2 separate regions of the Capsicum annuum genome follow, and region 1 is linked to region 2. The links are chromatin contacts, called in public Hi-C maps. All regions are on one chromosome and are shown on one strand. Each heading gives the region's core, a stretch centred on a gene start, on an enhancer-like site or on the middle of the called end of the contact. The rest is flanking DNA. Distances are from core to core; before and after follow the strand shown.

What was found. Hi-C and Micro-C count contacts between places; a contact is called where the count stands out from the background.
Region 1: a Hi-C map of pericarp shows a contact between it and region 2, with 4 times the contacts expected there. The contact joins two enhancer-like sites. A contact is called at or near these places in 3 of 5 Hi-C or Micro-C datasets (leaf, pericarp and placenta).

Annotation. Positions count from the first base shown.
Region 1 is chr1:18,076,761-18,082,405 of UCD10Xv1.1, reverse strand. LOC107870790 reads left to right here. Exons shown (of 15, transcript XM_047394705.1): 14 at 2,035-2,133; 15 at 2,236-2,532. The coding sequence ends at 2,388. Among protein-coding and RNA genes, the nearest start is that of LOC107870799, 12 kb to the right of the region's middle. Within about 2 kb of position 3,100, at least 5 of the 5 cell types and tissues checked have an H3K27ac peak or open chromatin away from gene starts, as enhancers often do. A contact at or near this core is called in pericarp, where this site is marked.
Region 2 is chr1:18,008,909-18,014,294 of UCD10Xv1.1, reverse strand. LOC124886445 (a long non-coding RNA gene) reads right to left here. Exons shown (of 2, transcript XR_007043619.1): 2 at 4,351-4,677. Among protein-coding and RNA genes, the nearest start is that of LOC124886445, 3.9 kb to the right of the region's middle. Within about 2 kb of position 2,089, at least 1 of the 5 cell types and tissues checked has an H3K27ac peak or open chromatin away from gene starts, as enhancers often do. A contact at or near this core is called in pericarp, where this site is marked.

The DNA.
Region 1 (5,645 bases), core at 1,851-4,350, 67 kb before region 2:
ATTTAACTTATATACTATATATATGTATTTTAAATTGAACTTATAATAATATAACATTTGGAAAATAGTGATGGAGCGTAGAACAGGGATATCAAGCGTGGCTGAATGGGTTCATGCTTGGTAGTTTTGTAACAGCAGATTTTTTGTTTTTTAACATTTGTAGAAATTCTTAGAGAAACCATATGGTAGTGCCAGTAAAGTCCTTAGTTGGTAGTTTGAAAATACAGAATCCATATCAAATATAAATACGATAAAGGATACCTATGAAGGACCAGTTACAAGTGTGAGGACAATGGGAGGAGATACACAGAGATTTTCGTTGAATTCAGTGCCTAACAAAGTGAAAGAAAATTTTACAGAACGGTTGTGGGAACAATGATGTTATACTGGAGTGAGTGTAGTGTCTCAATAATGAAATATATTCAGAAGATGAATGTTGTAGAAATGTACAAGCTAATATGGATATGCAGTTGAACAAGATTGGACAAAGCTTGAAATGATTACTTTGGACTGAGGATTCAAGTTGCACAAAAAGGATAAAATGAGAAAATATCAGTGAAGATGGTTTGACCATGTTGAATTGGTTTGTTGTAGGTGTGATGTTATGATGACGGAAGGCGCTAAAAGAGGATAAAGTAGACACAGAATCAGATTGGAGGTTATCTAAAACGACCTATGATTTATGGTAACCAATGCAAATTTAGCTAAGAATAGGAGATAAAGGAAGTAAAGGATCCATAAAGACAATGCCAGCTAGTTCGCATTAAGGTTTAGTTACTGGTTTTACTGTTCAATTAAATCTGGTGCTTGTCAGTAGTACTTTTAGTTTTGTAGAAACTTGTATGTCAGCATCTTGCTATTTTTTGAAACCAATCAGTATCCCCACAGAGGTAGGGGTAAGGTCTGCCATCTGTGTACATCCTACCTTTACGGACCCCACTTGTGGAGATAACACTGGGTATATTGTTGTTGTTGTTTGTAGAACTTGTATGTGACTCTGGGAATAAGTGTAAGATGTAGAGAACTTCTAGTTTTAGAGAATTGCCAGTACAAAAAGAAATTGATATAGCACCCAAGGGTGTGGCTTAGTGGTTCAATGAAGTTGGGTTGAGCACCATGAGATCTCAGGTTCAATTCCCAACACCCAACAGAGACAAACACTAGATGATTTCTTCCCATCTGTTCTAGCCTTGGTGGACAGAGGTACCTGGTACCTGTTGCTGGTGGGAGGTGGCCCGGACACCACGGTTATCAAAAAAAAAATTGATACAAATAGAGAGGAATATATGTAGATCATATATTTGACCCCAAATAGTTTGGAAGTGAAAGATAGTTGTTTGATGATCGTTTACCACTCATTTCAGAGCATGATAAGTCCAATCTTTCAGTGGAGATATAAGAAGTAACAAGAGTTAGAGATGGAAAAACAGAAGTAGATTGAGTCACCAGAAATTAATGACATTGAGCACAAGGAGTTCCATTACTGTTTTCTAAATAAGATGAATGAAGCTGCGACTTGTAAGGAAAATCTCTAACTTTAAATCTCTCTTAACAATTTAATTTGTTTGGGATCATCCGCACATCTTAGTGAAAGGATACCACAGAGAATGGATGTCATTGAGCTAAGGATTAGTGGTTGGCTGGTAACTTCTTGTCTTTTGGAAAGCTAATCCCTACTTTTTTTTGCGGTTTGACCTATTTCTGGGTGAAGTACGATGCTCATAATTTTTCTTGTGAAGATTCAACTTATTATACACTCACACAAGCTGAGCATTGCTTTTTCAAAGTGTTGCGAACCCATTTCAAAAAGTTTGGTCAAAGATAGATTCATTTCACTCCTGGAAGGGAACAACACCGGACTTCTGGATAGAAGAAGACTTTACTAGTTAGCAATTATTTCTGTTTTTCTGGAAGAACTTTGGGACTACTTGTGAATTTCTCTTGAATGTAATGCTGCATAAAGTCTGCTGATGTGATCCATATAATGTAGGATTTTTTTTTTATTTAGTCATGACTAACATTTCCCCTCTTCAGGTTTTTGCAGTTTTAACTCTAGCTGATTATGTACCTGGATATAAAGTTGCTGCACTGATAGAATTTTTTGACCGAAATTTACTCGTCTCTTTTCTTCTGGTGAGGAAAAATTTATTGGTGACATCATCATTCTATAAGATTTTATGTTCAACCTTTGATCTCTGGATAATTAGTCATAAAAATTGTTGTGCAATCATGCAGGCTAATGTGCTAACTGGAATGGTTAACCTTTCCATGGATACCCTTTCTGCCTCACCATTCGTTGCACTTGCTATCTTGGTTGGATATGCATACATTTTATCTATTGCTGCAGCAGTTGCACATTTTTATGGTATTCGCTTGAAGTTTTGGTAGTGGAGCTCGTTCTAGTGTACAATTTCATTTATTCTTTAACCCGTCTTCCATTATAACTATTCTTACCATTATTGTTACTGTAATAGATCCTGTATGTCCACAATAGATTCTGAAATAGAGGCATTGGATTCACTTTTAGTTTGATGTGGCTGAGCGATGTATATTTTTCCCTTGACCCCTCTTCCCTTTCCTTCAAAGGAAAGGAGGAAAAAGGAACCTGTTGATTTAACTACGCTACAGAATACTCAATTTCTGTTGATTAGAAATGCACAGTGTGTGTGAGATAATTGAACGAAGCGTACTCACATGACCATGTTATCGCGGCCTAAATCATATGCCCTTGCTATGCTACAACAGCCAAAAGGAGTATATGTGACAGTAAGCAGTGGAGAGAGTGAGACCTCAATCCCTTTTTCGCATTCTTTGTGCATGCACCGGGTTGGATTGCCATGGCTGTACATAAATATCAAATACTGGGGCTAAAAAAGAAAGCCAAACTCAAGCCCCATTTGGGAAATGGGTCCCCCAAGAAAGTGAGAATACTATTCTTTTGAATAATAATAGAATTGTAGAGTTTTAGTTTTGAATGCAGATGATTGCTGAAATGTACTTGAGAAGAGAAAGCTTTGGTTGGTCACATGGATTATGGATATCCTATACAGAGAGGGCCTGACAGCTTGGACCATGGACAATGGTCCAATGACCTATGTCCATTCATATGTCCTCTTCTCCAGATAAGGTGATATTTCCTGTGTTTCTACTTTCACATGGTCCTTATCTGCTGTTTACCTTCCTATTCTTTTCCCCCTCTCTTCCTGTCTATTTTTTTCCTTCCTTCTGAGTTATTGTTTTGCCCTTACCTTTTATTAGTCTGGACCTTAGGTGACTATGTACAATATAAGGTTGGTTATTTTTATCATATATGGTTTTTATCATACAAGGTACACTGTACTTTGCTATAGTCCACAAGTGTAGTAGGTGGATTATAAAGAGCTGGAGCTATTTCACATTTGTTTTTTTGATAACGGTGGTGGCCGGGCCCGTTTGCTCGCACCTCGACAATTCTACCAGATACCTACCATCTCCCACCAGTTTGGAGCTATTTCATATTTTTGGATTGAATCATCTTTCACATATAAAAAAACTAAATTTCTAGTTGAATAAATTTCTAGATTTCTAGTTAAATTAATTGGAGTAATTACATGCTCTCACTAAACTCCTACTTCTTAAAGTTTATCAAACATTTACTAGAGGTAAAAGAGTAACTTTCTTTTGTTGCAAAGTGTCAATCCAATACTGAATTTCATGCTTTGGAGATGGGGGTGGACAGCAGGCTTCAGAGGAAGTTTTGTTCTGATTCTTTTTTTATTTTACCTTTTCAGAGGGCAGACTTTTTTATTTTTTTTGAAGAAGAGGGTGGTTGGGGTTTGGGGGATTGGGGGGTGTTAGTCAAAGTTCTGGGCAAGCGGCTAAGCTGCATTTCTTGAACGATTAGTTTAGCGGCTAAAATGTCACCCCTAAGTATTACTCCTTGCGTGTAAGTTGTGCGGACTCTTCAATTTTGATGCCGCACTTGTGTCAGATTTTTCAAAAATACATTAATTTTGGTGAATCCGACATGCAACCATTGACATTTTTGATAAGTTCGAGCAACATAGCATTACGTCCAATATATGTCCCGCTATTTGACCAAGCATGAAATTTAGGAAATAAGAAAATATTTTTATAACTAGTGGGTTAAAGTAATTCACTTGTTTTGCTATACACCATATCTTTAAAGATAAAATGAAAGTTCTAAAGCTGAGTTATTTCAAAATTCGAAAATATTTGTTCTTTTTGAAATAAACTAAATAGGAAAATATGTCACATTATTAGTTACAGAGTATATTTTTGAATATTTTGTAACAAAAAAAGAAAAAACAAGTGCAAACTCGTTGGATACCTAATGGGCAGTGAGAAGTAGAGTAGGACAAGGAGAAATGACAAGGTTGATGGCAAAGTATGATTCAAGTATCATGGAGGACCCAAGCGAGTATTTACCTTTTGGACAAACTTCCAAATATTTTGTTGATATCATTTCAAAATATATGGTCAAAAAATGAACTCCATATTTAATGAGTTGATTAATGTGTGTGGTATATACTATATAATAAGAGTCAAAAGATAGAAGCATTGAAAAACAAATTCATGCATCATGGATTCTATTTACGTAGTAAGTCTTTTCATATGGCAGCTTTTCCCTCTACATTGTTTGCCAAAATTGGGTAAATTTCGTTCTCTTTTCAGTATATCAACTTACTATAAGATACAAATTTTTCACAACCTAGTGTAAATTGGTATGATACATGAGAATAGTAATGGAGCAAGAACGTGTATTGATCTTTGATGAGGCATATGACTTTTTTTATTCTCAAGAACTCTAACCCAAGATCTTAATGAGTAGAGAAATTTCAACCATCCTACCAATGCGGTTCACCTCTGTTCTAGAAATTTATTTTGATTGTGTGTATTGTATTTATTCTTATCACTTTTTTTCACCAAAGATTTTTTAAATATTTAAAAGAAAACTACCTGTCAATATCTGAATGAGCCTTCATGTCTGTGCCTGATATGGGAACTCTTGTTCTCTTCCTCAGATGATAATAATGCACGCCGTTATATTAATAAAAAATATAGTATTATGGTTCCCAGAGAGCTGATTCATGTAATCTTTATCCTCTTGTGTTGACTATTTCCTCTGAATCAGAAATTCGTGGGTTCATCTGAGACATGCAAATATTATACTATTATTTCATAGTTCGCTGGAATTCATACTACTACCTTGTATTTTATGAAATTGTATTATGCACCTAAATTTGTTTAGAAAAAAATAATCATTGCGTGCACCCTGGGGTGAATTAAAGGTAGATATACAGTGCTTTGAACCTATAATTTCATGGCAAAACTAGATATTTTGTGTGTGTATTTACTAGAATTGATTTAATATTAATAAAAAGGTTGTTCGGTGCTCTTTGTTGAACTGTGAGTTTGCACCTAATTTTCTGTTTGTTACAAGTATATATGTCTGGGTATTTTGCAGAGATCAATTTGAAAATGTCATGTCAGGAATATGTGTCTCTATGTGTATGAGAACAATTCTCAATACTAACCTTGAAAAGATCCGAAAATTGCAAATCGTGGAGGATTTTTATTTCAAGGTGAATGGATAAAAGTATTGATGAATTATTTCAATAGGATATCAAATACGGTATAAATTT
Region 2 (5,386 bases), core at 840-3,339:
CACCTCTTTAGTCGATGGTGTTTTTGTTTCACAAAATTTTCTATCTTATGAACCTCTGGAGCTTTTCCCGGTGGATGGCTAGATTCTCCTTCTATCAAGCCTTCCACCCTATCCACTATCTTATCAATCCTAACTTCTTGATTCTGAATATAGTTAGTCAGGACTTCAATTGCCTTTGTTAGATTCGCAAATTGTTCCTCCATAGACGAGGCATCAGTTACCATTGCTTGCATGATTATCGGAGACATTGGAGAGTAACATGGATTTTCACATAAGTTGATCCTTGAAGTGCTCAGCTTCTGTGGTGTAAGTAGAGATGACGCATTTGTTGAACGATCATCGCTCTTTGCGCCAGAGTATTTGGAACCGGAATGTTCAAGTAGAGCTAGAGTCTTCTTAAGTGATTTTGCCACACTGCTTCCTCCTTCCGAAGCACTTTTATTGGACTTCGTTCCTTTTGGGGTTGAAGATCCAAAAACTGGAGCTGGAGCGGACAACACTGGATGTGTTTGTTGTCCTAGCAAGCCTGCCTTGCTTCTTGTGACAGCTCCCAGGCTTCCGAAAGTAACACCAAGGATGCTTTCTACTTCAGCAGAGAACTTTAAATCTGCATCCTTGGAAGCAGTTGATTGAGAATTGACCTTCTTGGAAGTCATTTTGTTGTTCTTAAACTTTGAAGTATGAAAAGTTGAGATGAGAGGTAGAGATTGTCCCACTGGGCGTGCCAGAATTTGTTGGACAATAAAATTTTTGAGGCCAAAAATAAATAATTCGAGACAAGAAAATATTGCAACAATCAATTTTATTAATTTCAATACGAGTGTTACAATCTCTATGAATCCTCTGATTCGCCTTTTCAAATATAAATTCAAGGGCTTCGAGCTTGATCTTGAATTTGAACTTGATTTCTTGATTTGAGGGACTTGATCTTGACTTGTGCTTGAATTCAAGGGCTTTTGAGCTTGTTCTTGAATATTGCGGTCTTGATCTTGAATCTTGATGAGCTTGATTTGAATGCTTGAGCTTTTTTAGAGAAATTGTGGAGTTTGATCCATGAGTTTTCTCTTGCTACCTGTTAAAATTCTGGGGGTCCCTTTTTCTGAATTATGAGACCCCTATTTATAGTTGTAGGAAAGGAAGAGTCATGATGAATATGGATTTCCTTTGACCAATCAGATTTAAGTGGTGTGGTGCCTTTTATGGGCTTTTATTTCATGGGCTTGCTGCATCAGTTTCACATGTGGCACGATCCTATTGTCTCCTTCACTTGACTTGGCATGCCACGTCATTTGACACGTGGCGCTTATTTGGGCCTCTAGAATATGGCAATATTTTTTGCTTAGTAAAGTGGTTCATCATTTATAACCCAAATTAATGAACTAACCCAATAAATATTGGACCTTATTTAAATCCATACCTATTTGGACTTAAATAATTAATTCAATTATATTAATCCATAATATTTATTCGGGACTAATATATTTTGAATTTAATATAATTCAAATTTTATATAGATTTAAATTTAATAAAATTGCATCGCCCACATGTTATACACTATTATACCTCATTATAACAAGGACGAACATTGTTAATATGTGTGTGTGATTTGTATAAGGTTGTATATACACACTGTTGCGAAAGAAATCACTTTTGCAGTCCCAATTTATGTGAAGATATTTCACACTAAGTTTAAAAATAAAAAGAAGATTTTTGAAACTTATAGTCTAAACTAAGTCATAAATATTTGTATTACTATAAATCATTTTGAACAAAATAGAAATTTAAATTGAGATAGAAAGAATATATGTTTTTTGGTTAATGAAAGAATATATGTTATGGAGATGTAAGCTAATAATATGATTACATGGCTACAAAGTGTTGTGCTTGGAATAATAGAATGTTACATTACATCAAAGCAATGTAGGTTGATGATTGATCTTTCCCTTGCATGTCCATTCAACTTTTTTACATGATTAAATTCTTACAAATTGTACATTTATATTCTTGAGAGAGTGGGAGAGGTCATAAGGAAAGAAAATTATTTAGTCGTGCAATAGTTATGTTTAATTTAAAAGGGAAATTACGTTTGCTTTTTAAAGGATCTTAATGTGGTGATTTAACAGGACCTGTCTCGCCTAGCCTTTTCTAATTGCTCAAGGACGGTCCTTAAAAAGTACAAAAACATCTTTCCCTTTTCTCGGATTTTATTTGATATCTGATATTTGTATTTGAGCTCAACTAAATTTGGATTCGCTCGTTGTATGGCCAATTTCGAGAGCACTGTTGGGACCTCCCAAGATAAATTTTTCATTTCCAACTATTTGAATTCGAGACCTCTAATTAATAAACACCTAGGCAGGTTACTATGATTAAAGTGTTTTGTACTGACATTTGGTTAAATAATTAATAGCGATTGCACATGCTTGGTTTCAGCTTTCTTTAATATTATTTTTGGGGGGAATATCTTGTAATTTAGCCCGTTATAACACTACCATTCTTATTACTTGCTACATTACTATATATACTGTTTCTTCATTAATTATTAAACACAACAACAGTCAACAATGTAGCACATGTATGTTGCTACTAATTAAACTGAAAAAAGATTATCCTTTGTCTAGTTGATAAATGAACAGACAGTATATATACAATATATATTGATTTTCAAATGATGTAACTATATAAAATTGAAAGATTTATGGGAGCGTATGTATTTATTAATGAAATAAGGTAATTGAAATACCAATGCTATTAAAATAGATTCATATTTTAAAATGCTACCAAAACAAAACTAGCTCATTACTGACCTTGCCTGTTTGCTAAGCTTGGTCAGAAGAGAAACCTTGGGGATCTTATCATGAAAACATGAAGTAATTTGGAGTAGATTTTAATTAAATTCCAAATCTGGAGTTTTCGAGTTTGTTAGTTATTTGAATTGGATGTTGTTCCAATTGATTCTAAATATCAAGAGGAGTTCGATCAAAACTTAAATTTGAAGTGATATAAAATAAATTTGAGCTAAATGTGAGTTAATTAGGGAAATGACAGAAACGACACTTCAAATTAAACTATTTCCATGAAAAGACCGTGGAATTTAAATTTCACTTTCTAGTCATTTCAATTTACTGACTTGTTCTATAGCGTTTCTATACACATTCAATACAGTTTTTATACAAATCTTATACATATAAATATTCTATACGAAAATTATACAGCTTTGATACACAATTTATACCATAACTGTACACTTTTTTTACACGTTTTATACAACAATTATATAATTTTCATACACTTTCTATATATTTTTTATATATATATTTTATACATATGCATATTTGATAGAACTATACAATTTCTATACATATACCTTATATAGATACATATTCTATTTAACAATTATATCATTTTTATATAATTTAATTATTATTTCTAAACAATAAAAAATAAAGCAGTATATTTGATCAATTAAAAAATTTACCGCAAAAAAAAATAGAAATATTTTTAAAAGGGTTGAATTGTCCAAGTTGAATATACTGTATCAATATTGTATATAGACTATCAGTATTGTATATGAACTGTATATGGACTACGTAGGCCAAAATGACCCAAATTGGAAAAGAATAGCAAATGGCCAGAAAGTGGCATTTTTTTACCCGATTGGACATTATATGTCCATATGCCCAAACTTGGGCTATTCTTTTTTTAAAAAAAAGCCTATACAATGTCTTTTTCCCTTAAATTTTAGAAGAGGCTCAAGAAAGAAAATGATAGTCATTTTTTATATAATAGGCTTATAAAAAATGTTGTATAGTTGGTGTATAATATTGTATATCAAATTTCTAAACATTATTGTAAGAGAAAAACCAAAATTTTGTATAATACTATATAGGAGTGTATAATGCCTGTATAACAAATTTTCAAACACCCCTATAAGAACATAATGAATTATGCAATTAAAAACTTTAAAAGTTTAACCATGTTAATGTTGTAGGATATACGTTTGCACAATTATTTCGAGGGCGTCCTTTGAAACTTTTTGACATTATAAAAAAATTTCGAGACATATTTTCGTAAGGAAAACATTTTTCTGAGAAAAACGATAGTTTAGTAAAAGGATAAATGGTGATGAATCCAAATTGTCATTGATGCTGCTTTCACAATTTTTGTAACAACTTCTTCTCACCTTAACCTTCATGGGTTAAGGAATCGTCGATAGCTTCTTCTTGTGCTTCGCAGTGGCTCTCCAAAAATATAAAGTATCCAAACATATTGAAGCTATGGAAAGATTCATTTTAGTGTCACTCGTAATAAATTGTTGTTGTTTTAAGATATAGATGGTAAAGTTCATAGTTATACCCTCCTTCATAGAGAAGTTCACCATTTTTTGTGCAATACAAAAGTTTGTTCCATAGTACAAAGCTTCTGCAAGTATTTGGCAAGTTGCAAAGGGTCATTAAACGTTTCCAACCATCTTGTCGAACCTCATTCTTCTGCAGTTGATGTTACGGATTAGCCCCCCTCTTCAAGCCAGCAGCTTTGCTCAGCATTTTCTATCGACTGTCAGCCTGTAGAGATGATTCATACGTCCAATTCTTTACTCAAGTTTTTCCCTCCATATACACTAAGGCACCCTTCCATAGTAGTCTTTGATGTTGGAAGTTTTTTACTTCACCACACCTGAAGATATATCGAAGTATAAGATTGTAGTTGTTGTACATATGAATTGGTTGATTCTGTCATTCTCATTCTGAGACCAATATAAATATTCTTGAGTGGTAATCCCTTGACAGAGAAAATATGTACGCGGTAGTACTGGATAAACGGAACTTATTTTTATTATGTCCAAGAAATTGTTAGACAAAGAGTACACAACATAAAACAAACTATAAATTAATATAACCTTGTAATCATATCATAACACAAATTAAACCGCAAGCATTAGGTTTTTCCTATTATTCTATTTCACTTAAGGACTGTCACGAACCAAATAGTCATAAGTGACACCCACACTAATTTTCCTACGGGAGAACCATCTAAACTGAACCATTACCCAAATACTTAGTCAATATTAGATAATATTATTATAAAACTTAACATAATAACAAATATCCAGGACTAATTATTATTAAGGCGGATTTTCAAACAAACTACTTACTAAAATTCCCAGGACCTGAAAGTCATTGTACAAGAACTACTAACAAAGATCATATCTAAAGTGATATCCAAAAATAAAGTAAATAAAGAATGTTTCATTGCCCGAAAGATGGACAAGAACAAATAAGATGACCCATGGCAGCCTGGAGACGGAGTGCTCACCCTTGGATCAAGATTTAACTCTAGAGATGAGGTCATGTCTGAGCCTAGAATACTTTCTGCACTCAACAAA